Linked DNA regions of Sus scrofa: regions 2 and 3 are each linked to region 1. A link is a contact called in public HiChIP or PLAC-seq and promoter capture Hi-C data. All regions are on one chromosome and are shown on one strand. Each heading gives the region's core, a stretch centred on a gene start, on an enhancer-like site or on the middle of the called end of the contact. The rest is flanking DNA. Distances are from core to core; before and after follow the strand shown.

The links. Promoter capture Hi-C pulls out the DNA fragments that hold promoters and counts their contacts. HiChIP or PLAC-seq counts read pairs in DNA pulled down with a chosen protein or histone mark.
Region 2: a contact with region 1 is called in an H3K27ac HiChIP or PLAC-seq map of skeletal muscle. The contact joins the enhancer-like site here to the promoter of ENC1 in region 1. A contact is called at or near these places in 3 of 5 promoter capture datasets (fetal liver, fetal skeletal muscle and liver), 10 of 47 Hi-C or Micro-C datasets (alveolar macrophages, brain, embryonic fibroblasts and 5 more) and 1 of 2 datasets of contacts at active chromatin or transcription factors (skeletal muscle).
Region 3: a contact with region 1 is called in a promoter capture Hi-C map of fetal liver, with 6 times the contacts expected there. The contact joins the enhancer-like site here to the promoter of ENC1 in region 1. A contact is called at or near these places in 3 of 5 promoter capture datasets (fetal liver, fetal skeletal muscle and liver), 8 of 47 Hi-C or Micro-C datasets (embryonic fibroblasts, heart right ventricle, liver and 3 more) and 1 of 2 datasets of contacts at active chromatin or transcription factors (skeletal muscle).

Annotation. Positions count from the first base shown.
Region 1 is chr2:83,689,891-83,693,179 of Sscrofa11.1, forward strand. It overlaps ENC1 (ectoderm-neural cortex protein 1), which reads right to left and starts at 1,922. Exons shown (of 3, transcript XM_003123701.5): 1 at 1,106-1,922.
Region 2 is chr2:83,319,644-83,322,458 of Sscrofa11.1, forward strand. The region is part of intron 3 of LOC102160872 (a long non-coding RNA gene); the gene reads left to right. Among named protein-coding and RNA genes, the nearest start is that of TRNAR-UCG, 67 kb to the left of the region's middle. Within about 2 kb of position 1,473, at least 6 of the 83 cell types and tissues checked have an H3K27ac peak or open chromatin away from gene starts, as enhancers often do. A contact at or near this core is called in skeletal muscle, where this site is marked.
Region 3 is chr2:83,235,988-83,239,050 of Sscrofa11.1, forward strand. No RefSeq gene overlaps it. Among named protein-coding and RNA genes, the nearest start is that of TRNAR-UCG, 16 kb to the right of the region's middle. Within about 2 kb of position 1,519, at least 4 of the 83 cell types and tissues checked have an H3K27ac peak or open chromatin away from gene starts, as enhancers often do. A contact at or near this core is called in fetal liver, where this site is marked.

The DNA of each region.
Region 1 (3,289 bases), core at 672-3,171:
ACAATAAAGGGTAAACTTGAAGAGACAAGGGAAATGATGGGCTCTCTGCTTTAAAATATCCAAACATGAAAACAGCAAAAGCCATGTATACAGTCATTAAACACACCTTCAACATAAAATGAATCATCCCTCTGGCATTTTTTAAGCCCCCAGAGAAATAATATTTGCATGCCAAGTAAGTGGCCAAAAAAACGCATACATATACTTAACCTGCCTGTACAAAGAAGGAGAAAAGGGCTGCTATTATCCTGAACATCAAAAGGGATTCTAGTTACAGTAACTTCAGTTCACTTAATGCTCCTTAACCAGGCTCTCTGCCTCTGCAATACTTAGTGGCCCATCACATGTCTTGGAGTTTTGAACCTGATCTGAGTGCAATCAAAGGACAAACCGGGCAGATTTTCTCCGGCATTTACGTTATTGCTAACAACGGAAGAACATTATAAAGAGACTATAAACAAGAAAAGCATTTTGTCATACAGTCCTCTATAACACTTGTAATAACACAAGGTGGCCATGCCTGTGAGGGCGACACCAAAATACACACCGATCAAGTTCAATGGTTCATCTCCGCCCTGCCCCCCAATTCCTATTCTTCGAAACTAATCATGTTAACACTACAGGCCAAATATCTGCATGAGAAGAAACATTTTTCAGAAACCAGTTTTCATTCATTTCCTACACATATCTGGCCGCGGTTAACGCTCTCAAGAGGGGTGTCTGTGCGTGGCCCCGATGCTCCCTGTGCGGGTAAGGATGCAACGTGGACCAGCAATTCCGCGCCCCCCTGCAAGCGCTCTTTGCGTGGAGAAGGGATGGATCGTACCCTGGCTCAGCTCTTCGCTCGCCAGCAGCTCCAGCAGCTCGCCCCGGCGGCGCGCCGCCGGAGGAGGCCCCTCCCGCAATGCCCGGCTCTGCTTGCTGCGGGAGGGCAGTGGCAGACACCCGGTCTCCGCCGGGAGAAGATCTCGCCACCGCCGCCTAGGTCGGAGTTTCTCGCTCTGGGGCGCACACACCCCCCTTGCGAGAGCACACTCTCGCAGGCCGGGCAGCCCTTGAAACCCGCGGCGCCCGCAACAGGTACGCGGCGGTAGAGGAAACTTACAGCAGTGGCGACCGGCCACAGCACACAACCAGCTGGGTTCTTGCCTCGGTCACAGGGCGGGGAGGCGAGGAAGCAGCGATCTCAACCCCAGGGAGCAACAGCGACTGCCGGGGCGAAAGGAGTGCGCATGGGGCTCTGGTTCGCGGGCTGGTTACCGCGGGCAGATCGCCGCGGCCTCAAGATCCCCACACCGCGGACTCTGCGCCCGCCACCCGCGGAGCGGCTCTCTGAGTGCTCTCGGGAGGGGAGAGTGGCCCGCGGCTGCAGGCACCGCGGAAGGAGGCGGGCTGTGCACTCGGGGGAGGGAGCTGGAAAGCGCCGTGCGCGCCGCGGCTGCTTGGCGTCTCGACCCGGTCTCAGCAGCGCCACTGCCGAGCCGCCTTCTCTCCAGCTGCCGGAGCAGTCGGCGCCCAGCGGCCCAGAGCCCAGCTATAAGCGGCGCGGAGGGGAGGGAGGGGCGGGGAGAGATCGCGTAGGCAAAGAGTGACACCAGGGGAGGGAGGGATGAAGGGAGGGAGGGAAGCGCGTGAATACTGCCGGCGGAGAAGGAAGAGGAGGAGGAGGAGGTGGAGGAGGAAAAGAAGAGCCGGAGGAGAGCTTGTCGGGGGAGTTAATCGAGAGAGGAAACGGGGGAGGGGGATGCGGCAAGGGGAGAGAGACAAAGCGGACACAGAATCTCAGCCTTGAGCAGCTGCAGCCCTTGGGGACCGAGATTAAAACAAGTTTTCCCAGATCGGAGTGTCTGCGCCTCTGGCCCAGAGGGGTGCTGAGGGACCCAAGACCAGGGAGCGCAGCTCCGCGTTGTGAGGCCCACGCTGCGAGAGCCTGCGAGATGCTCGGGAAAGGGCGCCGAAGGGCGAGCTGGGTGTCCGCGGCACGCGTCCTAAGCGCGCAGAGCCCGCGTAGTGAATGGGACACCTGGAGGGAGGACAGTGGCTGGGTTAGGACACAATTTTGGATACTCTGGGGGACACTGCAGGTTGGACAAAGCCGGCCTGTAGGGTTTCTCTGTGGCTAGGGACCAGGAAGACTCGAGCCCCTGTCGTCTCCCCCCCACTTCCTCCCTCCCTCTCTCCCTACGCCCCCGCGGGTGCGGCTCCCGCCGCTGGACTCTGCCCCAGGCAGCAACAACCCGGCGCTGTCCGGTAGGCTACCACGTGCTTCGCAGCCAATCGTCGCGGCCGCTTGATTCAAAGCGAACTACTCCAAGGAGCGGCCACGCCGCCTTCTCTCCGTAGCGATAAAGCCTCAATCGCCCTCTCAGACAGGGTCCCTTCCTGTGTTTTATCGCTGATTAGTTCAGCAAAGAGATGGTTCAGCATACACGTTTGAAGAGCCGCATGCCACGAGAAAGAAGGCGATTAGAGAACTAATCTCAAACGGCCATCACTATTTATGAAACCCATTTTTGATCTTAGGACCAAGGGCTTGTCTTTCCCCTGGGAGCTGAAATGCTTGTTTTTCTTTTTACTAGGTATTTGGAGTAAAGTATATGAATGAACTGTAGAGATCACCGGTCAAGCCCCCTCGTTTTGCAGGTTAGCAAACTGAGGCCCAGGAAGATGTGACATATCCAGTTGGAGAGCCTCTTGCAGTGGCCCAGCCCTATGGCTAGAGTGGGGATCCACGATGGAATTTTCTCTCCCCACTCCCCCACTTCTCAGCTTTCTTTTAAATATCAGAAGCAGAAATGGTTTAAACAGTCTAAAGAGGCCCGCCTGGCACACCCTGAGTCTGAAGACTGCTGAAACCGAGACTCTGTCGGTCCTTTATTCTCATCCCACTTCAGGATCCCTCCCGAAAAATTGTGCTCCTTGCAAACAAAGAAAGACAGTGCCCTCTGAAGTCCTTTGTTAGCATTAACTCCTCAGCCTCACCACGAGCCTTTACAAATCTGTTTCATATTTTAATTTGTTATGCAGAGTCTCAGCTCAAGACTGCTTCACAAAGCCAGAGAGGCCAGATCAGTTCCCGGTCAGACCCACGCAAGGGTTCTGCCATCTGCGAGGTTGGACAGGGGGAGTCGGCAAGCATGCCCAGTTCTGAAGATACGGATAAAATCAGCAAAAACCAGACAGATAGAAACACCGCCGTAGACACCAGAGATGGGTGCTGAAAAGCCCGGAGGGAAAAACGTGTAGCTATTGCACATGTCTTTTAAAAACATGTTTCTAGAGCCTGTGG
Region 2 (2,815 bases), core at 223-2,722, 370 kb before region 1:
CTGCTGCTGTGAGATCTACATTTACACGTAAGCAATGAAGGCCTCGGATGTGAGAGGAGCCATGGGTAGAGGTCTGGGAACTGCAGCCTTTCTTTCTGAATCACATTCTTGGAAAATAAAACCGTACTGGCTGTTAAGTGCTCAAAGAAGGATTCCCGAGGAAGCACCTAATCGCACTGCTTTTGTCAACCAGACTTAAATCCTTGTGCCTCTGGAGCCGTGGGAATGAGGGGAGAGTGTCCACTGCTCCCTGGCCCCTGAAGAGAAGCAATAGCCCAACTGGGGTAGATGGAGAGGAGGAACTGCATTTCTTATCTGCTTCTATTTTGTTTCTGGGGGTAGTTCCTTCTACTTTAGTTGGATTGAAAATTTCCTGAAGCTAGAGATACTTTTGCCACCCACCCTATCAAGGGCAGTCTGTCTCAGATGGAACCACCCCAGAGAACTGGGTCTAAGGCCTCCTGGCTGCCCTCTGTGTCACAGGGAGAGGGGCCGACCCGCTCACTGGAGCCCTTCAGTTCTCCCAGAGGCCATCAATGGCCTCTGTCCTGACTGCAGGTGGGGTTGGAGGCCAGAATGAGCTAGCAAGGGACACCGGGGGCCCAGCAGCTGCTTCCATCAGCAGGTTCTCCGTCTAGACCATGACTTTAAAGAAGGGGCCCTTCCAGAAACCAGTTGGAGAGACACTCGGGAACAAATCAAAGCTATCTAAGAGTAGGGGTACAGCTTTGAAACCGCCAGCAGCTGCTTTTCTGAAGGAAATAGAATTGGTTTGGCTAAATTGCCAGCCTCCTGTTGGCCATTCTTCACTACCAGTCAGTGACCATAACTTCAGAAGGGAGAGAAGAGTGGTGGAAACGATAGCTCTGGAGAGGGTGTGGGCCTAGAGGGTGGGACCAGGGGTAGAAGGCCACTCTCTCCTGCATTCCTACTTCCTGTAGTCAGAGAGGTTCAGGCTGTACTCTGTCCAGCTGCACGGCTTCAGAGTCTGGCCTGGAAAGATTGCCTTTGTCTAGTTCATATCTTTGTTCGGATCTCAGCTCAGTCCCTAAGTTCTCAAGAAACCTGCCCCAATATCCCTGATTATATTCAGTTTCTCTATTTAGGCTCCCAGAACCCCAGGCACCTGTCCATGAGCGCTCAAACCACAGGGATCATTTCCTTTCCTGTTTACCTCCCTCAATAGGCTGAAGTCCCCGAAGCAGGTCCTGTGTCTGCTCTGCTTACAGTTCTACCCCATCACCTTACACCATGTCCAGCACATGGCAGGTACCCAACACTTTCCAACTTACTGCTTAGGATAAGCTTTCTGTGCACACCTACACTTCATGAAGTCTTTGTCCCTTAAAAATGACTGCAAGCTGGATAGTGCTGGTGCCCATCACCACCCCCCCTCCCAAACATGCCCACACATAACAGGTTGTGAGCACTAACGTCCCTGCTGCGGTTGAGTACGAGTTATAAATAGAGCCACAGCCAATGCCTTGGAACATTGTGCCAGGAAACCAGCCAGCCTTCACCCATTTAACCTTCCACTACTATTCTAAGCCCCAGAGTCAGCCCATAATACGTTTGGGCCACAACGCATTAGAATAGAGACGTAGAGAAGGAATGACCTCTGGGACATGGAAAGAGATATGAAACCACAGGATTGTGCTTTGGGGAGGCCACGTATTAGAATAAATCCTTAAGGATCTAATCTCATCCTTGGAAACACTGTTACCAAACCATCTAGGCCTCTGACAAATGCTGGCTCCACCCCCACTTATTACAGCTGTCCACTGGCCAACAGTTAAGAGCAGCAGGGTTCTGTGCATTGGGTATCATTAGGTTAAAGGCACAGGCAGGCAAACAGATGCACTTGGAGATGGCCACAGTTTTCAGGCAGTGGAACCTCATGGAACGGACTCCACTCAGACCCTCCCAGGAGGGAAAAGGCTACAAAAATGCCATTAGTAGCTCAATGCCATTATGTTGCTGATGGAGTAGGCAGCAGGTCCAGAGAGGATTTGGAGGACTGGAAAAGCAGACTCCAGTCATACAGACCAGAGTATGTACTGGCACCACAAATCACACACTAACTCAGGCAATTAACTTTCTACTTTCTGTTTTCCTCATGCAAAAGAGGAATAAAAGAGCTGCCATGAGAATTTGTGAAGTAATTTGTGTAAAGTAGTTTGCCTAGACCTAGTGCTCAATAAATATTAGATATTAATATTAAGGATGAGGCACAGGTTGGAAAAGAAAGTCTATACATTTCTAAAGACCCAAATTAGCCCTTTTCCAAGTGATTTCCTAACTGAGGTACTGTACTCTTACGTATCTCCTTTTATTAAAACATCTTCCCTAAAATAGGCTCACCACTGCTGCACTCTGGTCCCTGCCTGCTTTCTTTCAGGTTCCCTGGTAAATGAGGTCTGGTTGCATGTTTTCAAAGCTGATTTTTTTTTGCTTTGAAATTACGCGTTTAAAAGAATTATTGGAAGGAACATTTGGGGGTAGTTTGGATACCATGAGTCAGGAGAAATTTGAGTTTACAGGATTATCGTCTTTTTTGTGTTGTTGAAAATTCCAGCAATTCATGAAAAAGTCTCTTTAAAGGTATGTTCAGGTCTGGAGAGACTAAAGCATAGTTTTCTTTAAATGATACGTCTTTTAGGACATTCCTTAAATGATTTGCTTTGTTTGAGGCTCTTTTAAGAAACCACATGTAATTATGTTCAAGTATTCAGAAGGTTAAGCCTCAAACTAGCAAATGCCAAGAAATTCGAAGTTCTGATTGCCACCCCATCCCTAATTCAGCAAGCGGGCCTTT
Region 3 (3,063 bases), core at 269-2,768, 450 kb before region 1:
CTCAAATGAACAGTGTCTTAGTAGGTAGCAAATGAAAAGATTCTGAGTTCAAAGAAAGGGATGAGGCAGAAAGGATTTTCAACAAACTCTCTTAGATTGCCTTTCTACTCAAGACATTGTTAGGTAAAACTGCTCAGTCTTCTGCTGGTGAGATAGCTTGTCTTGAATAATTTCAAAGGATAGAGCAGATCTAGAGGATGCTCCCTTCTGAGAAGGTTCTCAGAGAAATAGGTCATTGAAGGTCATGCTGCGTGGACACAACCTCAGAACAGTTTTTCTCTTTGCAAAGAGAAAACCAGCCTCCATTACCAACAATGAGGATGACTGACAGATATGACACCCAGTTACAGCTCATCCCTTCCCATTTGGCACAGAGAGGTGCTTCCCTCTTCTTATGAATAGAAATGTTACGAAGTAGCCAGATGTCGGAATTATCATGAAACTGAGTAAGACATAAAGAATGGGGATTTCTTTCCCTCCTCTTCTACTTTATGTAAGTGACCTAGTGGACATACAATGGTGCTCCTAGTCTTGCGTGCACTTGATGGTGGGTTACCAAGGCAGAGGAAGGACGCGTTGTAATTTTGCAGTTGACCTAGCTGGATTGTCACAGGGTTCTTGTCACAGGACCAGACATATTAATGCTCCACAGTGACTCTGATGTGTGGTCAGGGTTGAAAATGACAGATTAAGGGCTCTTGGATGCTCAGGATGGTCCAGCCCTTCCCAACATGGGTCCTGTCTGCACTTAACCAAGTGCCTTGCTAGTCTCTGTCACATGGACGTTTGGTCCCTTCCAAGAAACTGAGACCTCAGTGGGGCCCAATAGCTTTGTTCCTCTGGGCTCCAGGTGTCTTGTATTTACCCTGGAGCAGAGCTGGAGTCCCCACAGTTATGTAAGCGAGCAGCACTTCCAAACATGACATTAGCTAGAGAATATTTGCTAAGCAAACTCACTGTGTAAATAAGATTAGAGGGAGGCAAGGAGTAGATTTAAATGTTACCATGCCTGAGGACAAACTGTGTTTGAGCATCTTCAAAGCATCCACTAATACTTACGTAATTTAAAATTAGTTGTACATCTGTCCTACTTATTCCACCAGACTGTGCCTTACTGACCTACGTATATTTGTATATGTAGCTGCAACAAAGAAGCCACTGCTTTTCCACTGTTCAATGATCTACCCATTTCATTTGTATCTCAGACATCCTCAGTGTAACCAGCCATATGGATTCAAATGAAATGACATGTTTGCTACTGCCCACATCTTGGAAACCCCAAACTCCCAATTGTTTGTAGGATGCCTTCCATGGTCCCCCCCATGTGTCTATGGAACGTCACGAAGAGTGACTTATATCCATCTGTGAATCAGCTTAGAGGCATTACACTCACAGCCCCAGCTCCCCAGGCTCAGCTTCCAAGAACCCCTGCCACCCACTGCTCTGACCTCCGCTGCCCCTGCCTGGGCCTGTGCTGTTTGCAGCTGTGGTCACCTGCAGACCCTGCCTCCCAGAGCCACATTCCTGCCTTTGACCTGGTCCCCTTCCCAAAGACCTCTGCCTGGCCAAGGTTCAGCTAATTCACCCTGGCCACCACCAGTGCTATCAGTCAGCACAGGACCATGACAGCTTCACAGTCTCCTGTAAAGTAGAAAGGAAAACATTCATTCCTTCTCTGTCTCCTTCTGATGGGCGGTCCCACAGCATGGTTCCTTGGGCTCGGGGTGATTACAAGGTTTATTGCAGCACCTGTCTGTTTATACACCCAGCTCCCATTCTTCAAGGAATGGACAAATGCCCCCAGGGAGAAGGGGTGGGAGGATTTCAGACCCAGAGACATGTTCCAGAAACATCTACTGTCTCTGGAGGGAGAAACAATACACAGCATGCAGAACTTGCTGTTTGGTTTGACTGGCCAAGCCATATTTATCCTTTCATCCCACAGTAAATTCTCCTTTGAGGAATCCACCTTTCTCCTGGTTCCCCACCCATCTCCCACCACTTAGCCCCTCCAAATACGTCCACACACATTTGAATCCCACGAGACTCCATTCAGGCAGCAGCTCACCCCGAATGAGGTTAGTCAGTTGGTGCAAATAGATTTAGAAGGTGTTGGGGATGGGATGGGACCAAGAAAGAAAAAAAAATGGGGCAGCATCTAGCACATTCTGCAATCAAATCCATATTTAGTAATCTCAGATTTTAGCTAGCCAGGACTCTTGTTATTCGTGAATCCATTTTAGTATTTTCTTCAATTAGTCTATTTGGGGAGGTCATGCACTTCAGAAGTCCATCTACTTATAAACTTCTAACCTGGGAGCACTAACAGAAAAACCCAAGAGTGTTGGGATAATAGTTTGAAAACTAAGGCATATATTTTTCACTGAGACCATCATTTTTAAAACGGAAATTGATGAGAAATGACAAGCACTTGCCTGTGAGATTATTTATTTAGTACAAATAATCCCAAAGCCCAGAGAATGAATAATACAATATGTAACATAATAATACAACATATAGCTATGTATTTTTCTAAAGGGTCTTAATTCCAAGTTACTCCGATTTCTTGTCTGTTTATTTAAAAAGCAGTTCCAAGAGAAGTGTGGAAAAATAATTAGTGAGAGACTAGAACATTTTAAGGTGAAGACTTTAAGCACTCCCTTCTTCCATCTACCTCTCCCCCCCACCCCACTGAATGAACACTTTCTAGGATGCTAAAGAATCTAGAGAAAGAGTTACTTGGATCTTGTCTTTGATTCTTTGGTTTTTCCAGCTACCATCTTGCTTTTAAGTTTTTATCTTTGCCTTTGGTTTCAACCATCACGCATACAAAAAAACGATGCTTTGATTTCTCTCTCCATCTGTGGTCTCTGCTGGACCTTGGATATGCGGCTCTCCAGAGCCACACCTAGTCCTTTCTACCTTCATATCAGACACAAGATCTAAAACCAAATGCATCCATTACTTTTTCCCCAAACTAGGTCTGTTTTAGAGACTTGTCCATTTTAGTCCATCATTCTATCTTTGTAATTTCAGTTACTGTGAGGAAACTTTTCAAAGGAT